2 separate regions of the Zea mays genome follow, and region 1 is linked to region 2. Evidence: chromatin contacts called from public Hi-C data. All regions are on one chromosome and are shown on one strand. The core of a region is the stretch at or near the end of the contact, and the rest is flanking DNA. Distances in the headings are between cores, read along the strand shown.

Region 1 (2,700 bases), core at 139-2,638, 200 kb after region 2:
GGCCACCCCACAGTCACACACTGTCATCGCTCTGCTGCGCTGGACGCCGCGGATGTGATGGTGGCCAGCCCAGCCCAGCCCAGCAGGCAAGCCAAGCCCCCGGAAAGGCAGGGCATGCTGATGACGCTGCCAGTGCCAGTTGCCGGTCCAAAACAACCCAAAGACGCACGCACGCACGAACAATGTGTGGACTGTGGAGGAGGAACAAATGTGCGTGCGTATTACGTTTACGTCCCCCTGCTCTGCTCCTCTTCTGGGGGTTCATGCGCAGCGGAAGCCAGCCAGCCAGCCTGAGCCGGATTCTGTTTCCATTGCCGTTCTTGTCGGCCTCGCCTGGGCCTGGCGAAACAAACACCAGCTCCATGCGCGACAGCCCCGCCTACCTGAGCTCCCTCCGATCCGCAGCGAATCGCTCGCCCATCGGATGGCGTGAGCCGGCTACCACCTGTTCATGATTCATCGGAGGAGCGGGAGCCAGAGCAAGCAGAGCCACTCGTCAATCAGTTCATCACACACCACCACACGCAACGCACCGGCGCGACTTGTTCGTTGCAGCCTCGTATCGTACCTGCCAACGCAGTCCTCTAGGGAGTACCTCTCAGCTTGGCACAAAAAAATCAACACGGTGCTTCTGCTGCTGCTGCTTGGCAGCGAAGCTTCGGTGCACAACAACAGTGCGAGCGCGTCACGGTAGACCGGCACTAGTTCACGGATTTCCATTATTTTATAGTATGCGGTAAGGCTCAGGCCCTGTCTGGGAACAAAGTTTTTGAAAACTACAGTTTTTGAAATACTATACTATACTTTAGTTATGATAATACCGTAGTTTATAATACCGCAGTTTTGAAAACTGAGGTCCAGAGCTAAGTTTAGAATGCCTTAAAACAACTATAGTATTTGCAATACTTCAGTTTTGAAAACAGAGATTTTACCCAGCTTGCCAAACACCATTATGTATATAATACTGCAGTATTTGAGAATACTGCAGTATTCTTCCAAAACTGCAGAAAAACTTTATTCCCAAACACCCCTCAGCATTATTGCTGTAGCAGTGCCTCGCCTAATCATTCCCAACGCCGCTCTCGTTTCGTGCCACGTAATAAATATATAAACCAAGACGAGCAATCATCTTATGGAATTCTAGCATGGATTCCAAAATAAAATCTAGGAGCTGTTCGGTTAAATAATGAAATTTTGGAGTGAGACTTTAGAGACGAGGCTTGAACAAAACACGGCATTCAAACCAAGCAGAGCAGATCAGAAACCTGCCCCGTGTGTCCTGGCGCTGGCGTACGGCTATATATCTCTTTGCCTGTGAGGTCAGGGAGACAGAAAGAAAGCAGCCTACCTAGCTACTACAACAGCGAGAGAAACATCGCCCAAAAAGCCAACAGCAACCGTCACAGACCAAAAGGGATAGGGAGGGCGGAGAGTGCGCTTTGCCCTTTTTCCCGGCCAGCCAACGACGCCGCCGGCCAACCAACGACGGAGACGCGGTGGAGGAGATCGGATGGAGGGCCAGGTGAGGAGGAGTCCTGCTTCCTCCGCCGCGGACGACGGCGGGCCCAGCACGAGCGGTAGCGCGGACGCGCACGCCCGCTACGCCGACGCCGACGACAATGCGGCGGGCGCCGGGGGCCCAAAGGTCTGGGTCCTCGTGCTCCTGTTCGCGCTGCTCCTGCTGCCCTTCCTGCCCTCTGCGATGCGCCGCGGCGGCGGCGGCGGCGGGACGGTTTGGGCGGGAGGCGGAAGAGGCACTGAGGGAGGGTACCGGTACCGCCGCGGCGGGATCAGCTTCAAGAGCGGCTGGGACGTCGTCAACCTCTGCCTCGTGCTCTTCGCCATCCTCTGTGGTCTCCTCGGCCGCGGCGGCGACGGGGACTCCTCTTCCTCCGCGACTTCAGCTTACGCGTCTGCCAAGGACGACCGTCATCGCCTGGCGTCCTCGGCGGCGCCCGCCGCGGAGCCCGTCACGGTGGCGGCGACTACTACGAGCTCGGGGGACTGGGAGCAGGAGGGCTACGACTCCATGTCCGCCATCTACGCCAGCCTGTCCCGCACCACCAACCACGCCCATGCCTCGGGGATCCGCCGGATGAAGAGCAGCAGCTCCTACCCGGAGCTGCGCCTCGGCAGCGACGGCGTCTGGGCCCTCGCGTCCCCGGACTCCGCCTGGCGCTTCTACGACGACGCCGAGCTGTACCGCGCCCGCCGCCCGGAGCGGCAGGAGCGGACCTGGGACGTCGACCCGCACGGGAGGGCAGCGGCGGCGGAGGTCAAGACCATCCCCGTCGACACCTTCGTCGAGCGCGGCCGGGCCTCGCAGTCGCAGTCGCAGTCGCAGCCGCGGAGGACGAGGAGGAGGAGCGTCGAGAGGCTCCCCGAGATGGCCGAGGAGAGGCCGCTGCAGCAACAGAGCGGGGGCGCGCGGGCGCCGCCGAGGCTCAGGAGGTGGAACTCCGAGGTTGTTGATGTCATGTTGGAACAGGAGGCGGCACCGGCGCGGAGTAGAAGGTGGGACTCGGAGGTGGTGGGCGCCATGCCGGAACAGGACGCGGCTGTAGCGCCGGCGAGGCTCAGGAGGTGGAACTCAGAGTCGCTGGATAGCATACTGGAGCAGGAGGCGAGAGTGGCGGCGGCGAGGAGCACGAGGTGGGGCTCGGAGGTGATGGACGCCATGCCGGAACAGGAGGCAGCGGT
Region 2 (2,700 bases), core at 85-2,584:
CCGAACTACTTTCCAAAAAAAAGAAACGTGCAAGGTACCATCTTCAATGGTCTACAACGCTCATCAAACAAAATAATTCACCAAAACTAACATTTGATACGTAAAACTGGATTATACTGAAGACAGTAATTAAGAAAGCAATTACCTCAGGGGCCAGATTACTAGCAGAGGCGCCGGATGCAGCCTGCTGCTCTGCGTCCTGCAGCCTGAGGGCGAGCTCCATATTGTCCGCCTCCAGCGCGGCGTTCGCCTTGCGCAGCTCCGCGACCTCCGCCACCAGCGCGCCGACCCTCTCCCGCCCGCCGCTCTCGAGCTCCTCCACCTTCCTCCGGAGCGCCGCCGCCGCCGCCTCCTGCTCGCCCTGCACGCGCGCCTTGACCGCGCGCAGCTTCTCCTTGGCGCGCGCCAGCTCAGCGCGGGCGGCGTCCAGGTCCTCCGCCCGCGCCCTGAGCCTCCCGTTCTCCTCCTGCAGCGCGGAGACACTGAGCTGCAGGATCCGCACCTCCGCGTCGGCGGCGGCGACGCGGGCCTCGAGCTCCCGCGCGGCGGCCTCCTGCGACCGGAGGCCCTCCAGCTCCTGCAGGCGGAGCTCCAGCCTCTGCTCCCGCTCCTCCAGCGACAGCCACAGCTCCCTCAGCCGCTGGAGCTCCTGCCGCTCCTCTTCTTCTTCCTCCTCCTCTGCTTCCGTTTCGGTTTCGTCGTCGTCGTCGTCGTCGTCGGCATTTGGCACGGGAACTGCCGGCGGGGTAGCGTCCATCTCCACTCGCGCGACGATATCCGGCTCGTCGTCTCCGGCGCCGATCGACGCGCCGTGGATCACCTTGTCCGGAGATTCGTCCTGGAATTTGGAGGATCGTATCGGCAAGCATCAGACATGCCGTCGTCATAGCTCCAGACTCCAGTCCAAAAGGCTTGTTTGCGAAACCGGCCATCGCCAGTCTGAGGAAAACTCACGTTTGGGTCGTCTGACGACAGAATCCTGAGCCCATCATGAGGAGCATGCAGCGCACGGGACCGCGGAGCTGCAGAGAGAGAGAGAGAGAGAGAGAGAAGATCCATAGGTAACAGAATCCAAGCCAGGCCAGCGTCGTCAACTCAAATCTAAAACGAAACCGCGTACCTGAAGCCAGCGCCGGCAGCCGTCGAGCGCGAGCATGGCGAGGCCGCCGCTGATCGGACGCGTACATCGCCGCGAGGCAGAGAGAAGCGGCGGCGGCGGCGGCGGCAAGCGCGGCCACGGACACGGCGGCGTTCCCGGAGCCCTCCCCACCCTCACCCTCCGCCGCGATCGCCGGAAACCCTCCTCCTCCTCCTCCTCCCGTCTGGCCATGCTTGCTCCATCCAACGACGAGGCGGCTGAAGAGGGCGGAGAAGGAGAAGCCGAGCAGCGCGCGGTCGAGCCCGGGCCTTGCCGGGTCGAACCGGAGGAGGAATCTCAAGCCTCCAGCCTCGCCTCCCTCCATGCCGTCAATCCACCATGAGTTGGGCGAGTGCGAGGGCGAGTGCTCTCCGATTGCCACGGAGGAGGCAAAGAAACCGAGCGGGTTGAGGCGACTGCGGCGGCGACGGCCCCGTGGGGGTATATATGTCAGCTCGTGCACTGGTCAAAGGAGGAGAAAACGGGGGAGGGAGGAAGGATCGGTGCGAAACGAATAGATAGATAGATAAATAAATAAATAAATAAATAAACACACACAATTGCGATTAGTTAAGATTTGGTACCTTGTTGCATGGACGTAGGAAGTGCGGCGGAGAAAAAGCATCAAGAGAGAGGAGAACCCCCACACACGGAAAGCAGAGGCCAGTGTCTCTCGACTCGATCCCTTCTTTTTTTTCCCCCTCCCGGCCTGCACTGTGCTGTGGAAACAGTTTGGGTCGAACTTGAACTTGGGTGCGTGCGATCTTTTGCCTGGGTACACAGACGCGGAGGAGGTGGAGGGTGGTGTGGTGGTTGCATGACGTGGAAATACGGGGGAGGTTTCGACGAAATATTGTCAGCTTCCTCGGAAAAGTTTTGGTGTTTCTGGACACAGGACGAAAGAAAGTCTTGCAGATATGAGTGTGTGTCATCGTCGTGCATGCCCGATGCCTGCCACTGCTGACGAGGGGGATACAGCCAGTCGCGCACAATACAGTGGGCCACAAAAAACCATGTACGTACAGGCTTCGTCTGACATGTCAATTTGACGATTATTTTTGGTTGATCACCGCTCTTTATTACCACAATAAAATAACATTGGGTGGTCTAAAATCTAGATGTCAAAATGTCGACATAGGTCTCTTTATATATATATATATATATATATATATATATATATATATATATATATATATATATATATATATATATATATATATATTGACAATTTCTTTTTAAACCTTGTTCGGTTATTTTTATCTACTGAAAAAATTATAAATTTTTTGATTTGTTTGAGATTTAAATCCATTCAATTTCACCTAATCCGCATGTATTGAGATGACCAACAAGCTCTTGTATATGTCGTAATGACGAACAAGTTCTTGTCTATGTCGTTCTCGTTTTTTATACGAATCAAATATGTTTAACTATAGCTAAATATATAAAATAAAATATTAGTATTTATGTAATTAATATTAATAGATATATCGCTGAATATATTCTGAATAAAATTTTAAATATATAATATTGTAAATGTTTTTTTATAAACTGAGAAAGTTTAA

The links. Hi-C and Micro-C count contacts between places; a contact is called where the count stands out from the background.
Region 1: a Hi-C map of bundle sheath shows a contact between it and region 2, with 2.5 times the contacts expected there. The contact joins the promoter of LOC103651530 here to the promoter of LOC542681 in region 2. A contact is called at or near these places in 2 of 25 Hi-C or Micro-C datasets (bundle sheath and leaf mesophyll).

What each region holds. Positions count from the first base shown.
Region 1 is chr3:226,463,788-226,466,487 of Zm-B73-REFERENCE-NAM-5.0, forward strand. LOC103651530 (actin cytoskeleton-regulatory complex protein pan1) reads left to right here and starts at 1,389. Exons shown (of 1, transcript NM_001353369.1): 1 at 1,389-2,700. The coding sequence starts at 1,511.
Region 2 is chr3:226,262,862-226,265,561 of Zm-B73-REFERENCE-NAM-5.0, forward strand. It overlaps LOC542681 (submergence induced protein SI397), which reads right to left and starts at 1,335. Exons shown (of 4, transcript NM_001152602.1): 1 at 1,121-1,335; 2 at 955-1,022; 3 at 146-838. The coding sequence starts at 1,187.